Linked DNA regions of Oryza sativa: region 2 is linked to region 1. The links are chromatin contacts, called in public HiCAR-type maps. All regions are on one chromosome and are shown on one strand. Each heading gives the region's core, a stretch centred on a gene start, on an enhancer-like site or on the middle of the called end of the contact. The rest is flanking DNA. Distances are from core to core; before and after follow the strand shown. Region 1 holds the start of LOC4346768 (transcription factor WRKY19-like). Region 2 holds the start of LOC4346797 (sulfite exporter TauE/SafE family protein 3).

Region 1 (5,617 bases), core at 2,210-4,709:
AAAGATAGTTAAGCTTTTTGGTGTGTGATTAATTAAGAAAGATGATCATAAGGTTGGGTGAGACGATGACTTAAAGTTGTAGGCTTTTTTTCCATCTACAGATATATATATACATATAGTATATAGTACTGATCTGATAGTGTCAAATTATTGGTGTGTATTTGTAAATATATATGTTTATCTGGAGTACATGCATGGCTCAAACAAAGACATTGGTTCTCCTTTTTTTCCCGGAAAGTAAGGAAAATTAGTTCCTAAATGAAAGACGATGAAACCCCTTTTTTTCCAAACCGTTTGTAACACATCCATTTTATGATTTTAACGCGTCTTCCCATGAAGTTTTCTTGCAGTGAGACGGTCAATATCGACTGGTTGCATATAGGCAATTAACATTTGTTTTGTTTCAAAGATTGTCCCAGAGTACTGATAGTAACAGTCTAGTCTCATCGATCCCGTCAAACATGCAGCAAAGATAGTGATTGATTCTACTACAAGAACACAGTGTTTTCCTTGTAATGAAAAACGAAATACTGAGGAAATTTAACGAGCTTGAAAGCTCAATCACTACCATGACTAGCGAGCTAATCCTGAGGGTGGTAATATTTTCTGTCAACAGACCAGATTGGGACTAATAACGGCGCAAGCAAATGATGGTTGAAATAATTAAATATGAACATGGCATGGCCACTTGCAAGCATATAAAAATCACTGTATATTATCAGCAACATGGCTGCTGATGAGATATACTATTCATTATCATATGGAAATGATACCTGTGTGGCTAAACGACAGCTCTGATTATACTATCTCGATCTGCTTCTTGGTGCAGTTAGTTAAATCTGTTTTTAGAAAAATATTGTACATCATCCATTGGATCAATAATTAGCTAGTATGCATGCATGAGCAGCAGCTGCAGGTTCATGATTTCCTTTTCGATCATGCAAAGGGCAGAATTGAACTAGTCAACATCGATAGAAGATTATGGACCAGCAGTCGGCATCCTTAAAAATCCCCATATCAGGTTGAGTTTAATTTACTTGTCGACGAGCCTTAATTTAGTACGCATGGTTACTTGTAAATAAGTGTTATTTGAATGTGTTTGACTCGTCTATAGAGAGTACTAGGATTTGGCGCGCACACATTTGAAATTTTGTAGTAATATTTGCCCATATCAGAAAAAAGGATATTTGGAAAAATCGTGTGAAGTTTTTGTAAAAATTCCCATGTTTTAAACCGGGTTAGTTTTACATTAGTGATATGTTGTGCTGCTTTGCTTTCATGGTTATTTCTAGCTTATGCAGAAATAATTCGTTCATTGTTTTAATTCCACGCGTACCATATATATATATATATATATATATATATATATATATATATATATATATATATATATATATATATATATATATATATATATATATATATATATATATATATATATATATATATATATATATATATATATATATATATATATATATATACAACAAAAATATTTTGGGTATCAATAAATTTCCTTTTTCTTTCCGCTCTAATCAACAAATCAACAATGAACTGATCATATATTAGTACATTTCCAAAAGGTACTACTTAATTATAATTAGTAGTGCACATGCGTTTCTATCATATATACTACCCTACGTTTCAATATCAATTCTTTTAAGCATCACTATCTGAATGACATTAGCCTTCGTGCTCATGATACAGCAACATCAGGCGGCCGGCCAGGTGTACATTCCAGATGCCATACGTATACATAACTTCAATAAGATCCTCTTCATTTTCAAAAGGTACAATTTACCTGCCCTTAATTTGGAATAAACACTAGGCACAGTAAGTGTAAAAGAGACAAGAAATGAGGAAAAAAAAGCCTCCACTGATTTTCATACGGACAATGAATGAATGGACGCAGTACTTTCAGTGTGAAACAGAGTGAAATGATAGCAACTGAAGGTCTTAGAGAAACAACCCAAAAAAAAGCACCATGCAACTAACAAAGCTACTAGCATTTTCTTTAAGAAAAAAAAAACGAGCCAGTAGCACATATACCGACCAGAGCACTTGAAAGAGATGTATGTCTAACTGAAACAGCATGAAAATATTCCCAATATGAACTGGACAGCGTCGCAATATGTCACATATATAGGCTTTTAGCGTTCGTCGTTTGTATATCGAATAACCTTTTTCTTTTAGATGTGATGCCACCAAAAAACAAAAAAACAAAGACAAGAGATTTGAGTAGTGGCAAAGGGCTGTGTGTACGTGTCCACGTAGAATCGTATAATATCATCAGTGAACTTCTCGCCCAAGTAAATTAACTAGCCTTAGTTTAGCTATTTTGGACTTTAGTCCTCCTCCACACTTAATTTACATTATCGAGTTGATTGTGGTATCTATGCAGCATATATCAAATTTTCACCTGAAAAATATATAAAACAATAATTTAGGCTCCTATCGAATAGCCTATTCAGCCAAAGAAAAAGCCAAAATTTGAATTTTCAAACTTAATTTTGATATTTATTTTGAGGTATTTTCAACGTAGTTTCTTTTTCAGCATTGGCTTTTAAGTCACCGAGAATATATATATAAAAGTTTTACCTACAAATTTATTTTTATTCTCTAATAAGCCGTTTTGGCTTATTAAAAGAAAAGCCAAACGATGGGGCCATTACATTATCGAGTTGATTGTGGTATCTATGCAGCATATATCAAATTTTTACCTGAAAAATATATAAAACAATGACAAATAATTTACGGACAACCAATGTCATTTTGTGCATAGGTTCAAGCTCACAAACATATGTGCTAATACAAAACTATCTTCCACATAATTTAATCCATGGTTACTTTGTAGCTGACATTTTAATTACAAACCATCTCCGAAACATCCAGAAATAAAGTAGAACAGACAAAAGTATTTCCACCAACATATATATATATATATACACATTTGATTTGCACTTGATAGTGCAGTTGCAAGAGGTGTGTGGTTTTAACATCGAGATCGCATGTTCAATCCCCAATACACTTACATTTTCTTTTTAAAACATATTTAGAGGTACAAATCTCCCTTCAAATCTAGTTTTTTTTTTATTTGATGTTGTTCCAAACCAAAGTGTCCAAGCTGACGCTTTTGGGTACAACCCTCCACTAATCTAAAATTTGTTTAATGGATCATTGCATCACCCCAACACTGTCCACTAGCTAAGCTAATGTAGCTTAGCCCGATCGATCCGACATGGCGTTGGCCAATCAAATCCAAAGAACCCCCTCTCGCCGTCGCCATCTAGTTCTCTCACCGGTCAAAATCCTCTTCTCCCCCACTCACCACCAACGCGCTTCTTCTTCACCTCTCCAATCCCCTTCTTCTTCTTCTTCTTCTTCTTCTTCTTCTTCTACCTCTCGATCCCCTCCTCCCCTCCTCTTTATAAGCTCGAGCTCCCCTCGCAGCTGCGCCTCACTCCACATGCACTCTCGCCATCTCGATCTTTTTACCCAATTCTTGATCACTCTTCTTGGTCGTTCTTGCCATTCTTGTACCGCGAAGCGAGCTTAGCTGCAACCTGCAAGATCGAGCTAGCTAGCTAGCAATTTATCTAGGTTGGTGAGAGCAGGAAGAGATCGATCAAGGGTTGAGGGGTGATGGAGAGCATGGAGGGCAATGGAGGAGGGCGGCTGGTGGTGACGGAGCTGAGCCACATCAAGGAGCTCGTGAGGCAGCTGGAGGGACACCTGGGTGGCTCCGGCTCCCCCGACCTCTGCAAGCACCTGGCCTCGCAGATCTTCTCCGTCACCGAGCGCTCCATCGGCATGATCAGGTCCGGCCACTTCGACGGCCACCGCAAGCGCTCCGCCGCCGCTGTCGCCGCCGGTGACCTCGACTCGGCGACTCCCAGCCCCCTCAGCGACGTCTCCGACTTGCCTTTCAAGGCCACCAAGAAGAGGTGAATATATACAAAGATTAATTGTTCATGTTCATTTTTAGCTGAATTTTTGGGGGAATGATTGATTGAGTTTAATTTTTTGTTTGTTTCGAATTTTTTTGATTGATTTTTGCAGGAAGACGTCGACGGAGAAGAAGAGGCATCAGATTAGGGTGAGCTCGACGGGAGGGGTGGAGAATCCACCGGTAGATGATGGCCATAGCTGGAGAAAGTATGGGCAGAAAGAGATTCTTGGAGCCAAGCACCCAAGGTTGGTATTTTTCTGATTTCCCTCTACTTTTTCCCCCCAATATTTCAGTACAAAAAAGGTGTTTGTTTCCACCTTTTTCATAGCCTAATCTGCACATGCGTTTTTCATAAGCTTTGTGCTGTGGCATCATCAAAGATATATCTGCTTTGCTTTCCTGCTTGGTTTGGTTGTTTGTGGCTGTCTTTTCTTTATCATGGTGAAAGCAGCTGCAGCCTTTCCTCTGTTCTCAAATGCTTGGACTCCACCTGTCAGAAATTCAGATAGGATCATAGGACCACCTGTTTGTTTGCATGCATCTAATTGGATGTGTTGTCAAATAATCCTGCCAATTAGTTTGATTGTTTTCGAAATCACACAAACTTTTCTGAAGAATTTTAAGAATCTTTGATCGATTGCAAGGTTTCTAAAAACATTTTTTTTCAGGGGTTACTACCGTTGCACCCACCGCCACTCGCAGGGATGCATGGCGACGAAGCAGGTGCAGCGCACCGACGAGGACGCGACGGTGTTCGACGTGATCTACCACGGCGAGCACACGTGCGTCCACAAGGCGGTGGCCGCCGGCGCCGGCAAGCCGGAGACGGAGACGGACACGAACGCCGCCGCCGAGAGCCGCCTCCACGACCTGAGCTCCGGCCTGACGGTGAAGATCGAGGGGCTGACGGCGCCGCCGCAGCAACAGCAGGGCGGCGGCGGCTGGAACGCCATGCCGCCGTTCTGCCTGTCGTCGCCGGTGAGCGGCCTGGCGCCGCCGGATCAGCACAACCCGTTCTCCGCGCCGTCGACGCCGGAGAACCGCCTCGCCGCCGCCGCGTCGTCGGCGGCCTCGCCGGCGACCTCCGACTCGATGGCCGCCGCGCCGTTCCACCAGGCGGCGGCCGGCGGCGGCGATGAGGCGTGGCGGGACGCCGAGCTCCAGGAGGTGGTGTCCGCGCTCGTCGCCGCGACGACGACGACGGCGACCGCGCAGCCGGCGCCCGCCACCGCCATGGTCGACGCCGACCTCTCCGCCCTCGACGCCTTCGAGTTCGACCCCGGATTCACCATTGATATCACCAGCTTCTTCGCATGAGATTATGAACAGAACCAGATCAATGGTGACCAAACTCAACCCAATCCAATCCAATCCAATCCAACCCGATCCGATCCTCACATAGCTGATGAACACTAGAGAAGCAGTTCATGGTGACCACCCTCTGTTCTTTAGCTGTTGCCATGAAAGAACAGAGGAGGGAAGAAGAGCAGAAGCTTTCTTCCTAGGTCAATAGAGATGAGAAATAGTAGTACTAGTACTTAATTTTTCTCTCTTTTTTTTCCCCAAATGAGAGTGTTTCTTTGTATTATTATTAGTATTATTATTATTGATTTGTGTCAAGGAAAATAAGATCTTGATCATGTTCTGAGCATCCAAAGAATATAATTT
Region 2 (5,617 bases), core at 1,817-4,316, 640 kb after region 1:
GACACAACCCGTCTGTTGCCAAGTTTTTAGGACTATAGCCAAGTAGATGGTTGAGGTCCAGTACTCTACAATGCTTGGGTCTAGGGATTTCACACTTTCTCAGAGGTGTGAGTGCATGTTGTGCAAAAGAAAAAAAAAGAGACAAAATTAAATCGGATTTTTTCTTTTGAAAATTAACTTACTATGACTGCTAAAGTTATATTAATTTTCAAAAAAAAAATTTCAAAATTAAATCGGCTGCTAAAGTTAATTAGCATGGTCGTTCATGCTGACAACAAGACAGACACAACATGTGAGGTGTGGCCTCAGCCTCACAATCTTGTCTTCTTTAGCAGCCGTCCAAATGGTGATGAGCGGTGAGTGAGGGCATCAACATGACTTTGAGGGATACATATGGGGAAACGGCCAAATGGTGGAACCTCATCACTGCTGCAAAAATATTAACAACCAGAAAAAATAAATTTGTGAGATCCGGGTGACATGCTAGCTAGTTTATGAAATCATGGTTATACTAGTCAACTGATTATTTTGTTTAGTTTTCTAATGTGAAAGAATATAGTTTGTCATGTTCTGGCTTGTTAATAATTTTTTTAGATAAAAGAAAGTTTTTATTGAACTCAAGCAACTGAGATTACTCTCGACCACCGCATAAATTCCGACTTGTTGATCCACCATGAAAAATGCATTTGTACTATAGCACAAAACTAAAGAACCAAGAATTTATCAGCAAAACAAAAGGCTACAACCAAATAAAGGACATCAGATATTGTTGCTTACTTTTTGTGATATATCTACATCAACTTGAATTGGAAAAAGGGAAAGAGGGAGGGAAGAAAAGATAGCACTGAAGAATCCATCTCCCATACCGGAGAGAGACAAGCACAAGCACAGCAATGCATAGCAAAGGTTGGAAACAATCTGCTGCCACAGAGATGATACATGCCAAGTGTCCTTGAACAACAGTGCCCTCTAAAACCTTTTGCTTTTGTCCATTTGAGAAAGAGAACATTCTTTCAGCGGAGCCCAATTAAAAATAGTGCTGCTGTGATATTCTCCACTTTCTGATATTAGCATTGTCAAACAAACAGAAGTAGCAGACACAAAAGGGCATCACCAATATTTACTACCTACTTTGTGAATAAAGGTGGACCCTACATTAGTAAGTATTAGATATTGCTGTAACCACAATGGTGAAAGAACAAAAGTGAGTAGTAAGCTAGACCCTACAATCATTAACCACGAGAGAAAGATGAGAGAAATCATTTGTTCATTCCTTATGAAGTAGTAAGCATATTACTTGGTATTAGTTACTTACTACTCCCACAATGTATATAACCTGGTAGTAATAGTATTTTATTTCTTATTACCCACTTTAGATGCACATTATATTGTGGATGCCCTAAGGCGCATATCTTAGTGTTGTATACTCAGGCTGCATGTATATGTTCACCATATATTTATTTTTGGCACAGATTTAGTTGTTAGGGTATGTTAAAGATAGAGACAATAAAAATTGCAACCACACATATATGTCAAAATGATATTTTATTATCTTTCTTTTCTTTTTTATATTCACCATATAGCGAAATCTTCTTCATAAAAGGCTAAGAGTTCATATTAAGCTCAACAACGATGTTTCTCCATCATTTCTTCTGTTTCATATACATAAACAAATTTATGTAGTAGACAACCTAAGAGTCTGCTATTAATTAATGTTATACATGCTCTTAAATGTTTGTCAATTCCTTATTGTTTTTTAGTCGTTTAACTGTAGCAAACTGCATGGACGTGCAACGTTCCAAGTTTCACGGTTTGTTCTTAATCAGTTGTACAACTTCCAGCGCTGTGTTGTTCATTGAACACTGCAAGTTCTCCAGTAGTAGAACTACCTGTACTTACGTGCTTTTAAAAATTAGTTAATTGAGTTCAAAAAATTAGTTTATTTTTATGACTTTAAAAACCATATGGGTTTGACATGGGCGCATGTGATGCTATTTTTTTCAGTTAAAAAAGTTGTCGCCGTTTCTATGGAGTCTGAATTAAGGTTGGGGCTTGATCTGGTTATAGATATTTCATTCACCTACCAGGCTACATCTACATTGCTCCATTCGTGTTATTTTAAGTGTAGTCGTAGATTTTCGTATCCAACGTTTAACCATCCGTCTTATTTAAAAAATTTATAAAAAATTTTAAAAAATAAGTTACGTTTAAAATAATATTCATATTTTATTATCTAATGACAATAAAAATACTAATCATAAAAAATTAAATAAGACGGACGGTCAAACATTGAACACATGAACCTACAACTGCATTTAAAATGGGACTGAGGGAGTACCAAAGTGTTCAGTTCTTTTACTACATGAACCATTTATTTACTAATTACTAGCACAATAGAAAATCAATTTTTTTTCACAAGGTAGCCTTTACTTAGAAGCATCTGTTTAGGTCTCTCCTGAAGTTACTAGCACGTCATTTTGAGCTTTACTCTACCAATTAAAAGATCCCTAAACTTTTTAGTAGGTCCTACTCCCACGTCAAGACAAGACAAGCTTGCTTTTATATGTACTAGTAGAACTAGAATAAGCATCAATCAATCTAAGCAAGTCAGCAAGTCTAAAAAAGTTTGTGATTATAACAAATACGGAGTACTATCCATTTTCATCCAGAAACTTGGAAGTGAAAAGATATAGCAAGGATTCATTTTTTTTCCCCTCTCATGAAGTCATAAACCGCAAGGTAATGCTACAATTATTCTAGTTCCCAATTTCCAAATACAACTTGCACAAATATTAAAATTCAATCTAAGGCAGCAAGTTTTTATATTCTGAAAATTACCAAGAAATATCATTCGGAGTGTGACCCAAAAAATTCTAAACATGATACTACTACATGGCCGCAACTTGTGCAGATTTTTGTGTGTGAAGAAGAAACAAATAGCAATAAAAAAACAAATGCAGATTTCAACGGGGCCATCTTCCACAATATCGTGAGAGTTCAGTGTCCATGTGCGAAAAGTGCCATCCCTCTCTAAATTTGGCACCGAGTTCATCGCCTCCTCCCTTCACACGTTCATCTGCTTCTCTCTCTCATCTCTCTTCTGCCATTGTTCTTGCATTTCATCCGGTTCTGAGAGCGTCTCATCGACTCTCTTACCCCGGTTTCTTCCGCGGTTTTTCCTCGTCCTGTGCACGCCAAGATTTCCCAAGAAACCCGCTCGCTCGCTGCCCTTGTACGTCTCCCAAATCCGAAACCGCGAGAGAAGAAGAAAAAAAAAAGAAAGCGTTTTGATTCCGTGATTTCTGAATTCTTGTTCTCTCTCTTGCGGCAAGAAAAGGGGACAAGCTCTGAATCTTTTTTTTCTTGCAAAAATTCTGTGTCTTTGGAGCAGCAGAGAGCGAAGGGCGGTGCGGAATTGGAGAGGGAGAGGGATGGGGAGGAGGACATGGCAGTGGCACGCCATTGCGGCGCTCGGCGTCGCGTGCGCGGCCGCCGCCGCCGTGGCCGCCGATAGGAGAGCCTTCTCGGTGACCTCGGCCGCCGGCGGCGGCGCCGCGGCGGCGGCGGCGGTGGTGGCGGCGACGCCGGAGGAAGTGGGCATCCTTCGGAAGGTGGCCAATTTCTTGTGGCAGACTGATGGCAACTCGTACCACCACGTTTGGCCGGTAAATACAGACAGACCACACCTTTTTCTTGGAGCTTTTTTTTTTGTAAATTAGCATTCAGATTCTGCTTCACTATTTTGCTTTGAACTCATGAACTGTTTTGTTAATTGAGGGGGATGGGATACTTTTTAGTAGTACTTCTTTATGTTTGTTTCACTGGGATGTGTTTGCTGAGTTTTGTGGGTACAATGGGATTCAGCTTGAGTCATGCATGTTAAAACTGAATTATTTTGCAATTGGTTAAGTCTTCTCAGGTAGTTTAAGCTTCAGATTGTACCTTTTGTGATTGTGTACTTTTGCAATTGGTTTTTAATGTTTTCGGACATATTGTGTCAATTTGGTGATATATTAGTGTTGTCTATAGGAAATGGAATTAGGATGGCAAATAGTGCTGGGATCACTGATCGGATTCTTCGGCGCGGCATTCGGGAGTGTGGGCGGCGTTGGAGGTGGTGGGATCTTTGTGCCAATGCTGACTTTGATCATTGGGTTTGATCCAAAGTCATCTACTGCAATATCAAAATGTGAGGATCTAACACCACTCTCTTGTGTGCACCTGTTTATGCTCTGAAATCTGAAAGGAAACAGTTCGTATTGTCCCAACAAATTGATTTCTTAAGCTTGTTTTTTGGTGATTCACGTGTACCTTAGTCTGCATTTTTTACGGTATCTTGTTTGTCCACTTTTTGGTCTGTTTATGCCTTTGCAAAGTGAAAGACTGAAAAATTGGGATGCTTAATTATATGTCCTAGCAGTGGCAGTTGGTGTTATTTCCTTCTCCGTTTTTGTACTAGGCAGGTTGTTGTGGTGGTTGCTAGTCCTAGATTCATGTGTACATGGATTCCTCATTTTCCCTTGTATATCAAAGTACGAGTAGTGTATATTTATAACCATAAATAGGGAATATACAAAGATGAAAAGGTTGTGCAGCAATTGCACTTTGAAGTATTGATATGCAAATCTAAAATACGGAATATCCATGAACGTCTAAAGGGACTAAAAGTGTATATGCAGTTCTGTGACTTCATTTCTTGGATTTATTTTCTACTTTTCTTTATATATTAAAATAATAACTTTCTGGTTAGCTTCTCTGTATTGTGGATGAAAGGTGCTTCTCCATTTTGGGGTATAGATAATTTTTCTTTGGGATTTTTTACTTTGTACTGTTACTTGGTTCAGTACAATTCAAGTAAAATCTGGTTTTTGACCTGCTTTCTCACTACTACATATTGTAATTGCTAATTTTAATGAGACATTATACTCTTCGGGACAGGTATGATCATGGGTGCAGCTGTCTCAACTGTCTACTACAATCTCAAGCTTAAACATCCTACGTTGGACATGCCAGTGATTGACTATGACCTAGCCCTGCTGATCCAGCCTATGCTAATGCTTGGGATCAGCATTGGTGTTATTTTCAATGTTTTATTCCCTGACTGGCTGGTCACAGTTCTCCTTATTATCCTTTTCCTAGGTACTCAATTCATTCCAATGCGTCTACCATTGCACATCTAGTTCCTCACTGATAACCTCAGTTTGCATCTCCGTACTAAACCACAGGCACATCAACTAAAGCTTTTCTGAAGGGTGTTGAGACATGGAAGAAAGAGACAATAATCAAAAGGGTAATTGATTTTTTTCGATTGACTTGCCATCTTTGTAAACAATGACTCTCAATTTTCCCGGCTTTTATTTCATTTCTGGTGTACTAATGGGACTATTTCCATTTCTTCCAGGAGGCTGCAAAACGATTGGAGCAAACCAGTAAGAGAGCTCGAAATCATAGTGCTGCTCGTCTGTCACAAAATGCAAAGTCTGTTGCTTATATTTTCCAACCTTTCAGGTGAAGAACCAGAATATGCACCACTTCCTACTGGACCAGGCGCTGTAGCTGATGCAAAAAGGCCATCAGATGAAGCGGTAAATTAAAATCTGATGTTGATACACATGAT

The links. HiCAR-type assays count read pairs that join an accessible place to other places.
Region 2: a contact with region 1 is called in a HiCAR-type map of leaf, with 4 times the contacts expected there. The contact joins the promoter of LOC4346797 here to the promoter of LOC4346768 in region 1. A contact is called at or near these places in 1 of 15 Hi-C or Micro-C datasets (seedling) and 1 of 4 datasets of contacts at active chromatin or transcription factors (leaf).

The regions. Positions count from the first base shown.
Region 1 is chr9:14,458,930-14,464,546 of ASM3414082v1, forward strand. It overlaps LOC4346768 (transcription factor WRKY19-like), which reads left to right and starts at 3,460. Exons shown (of 3, transcript XM_015795764.3): 1 at 3,460-3,944; 2 at 4,060-4,194; 3 at 4,618-5,600. The coding sequence starts at 3,643. The coding sequence ends at 5,266.
Region 2 is chr9:15,098,799-15,104,415 of ASM3414082v1, forward strand. LOC4346797 (sulfite exporter TauE/SafE family protein 3) reads left to right here and starts at 3,067. Exons shown (of 13, transcript XM_015757047.3): 1 at 3,067-3,232; 2 at 3,395-3,665; 3 at 4,030-4,189; 4 at 4,939-5,139; 5 at 5,226-5,290; 6 at 5,402-5,429; 7 at 5,509-5,585. The coding sequence starts at 3,432.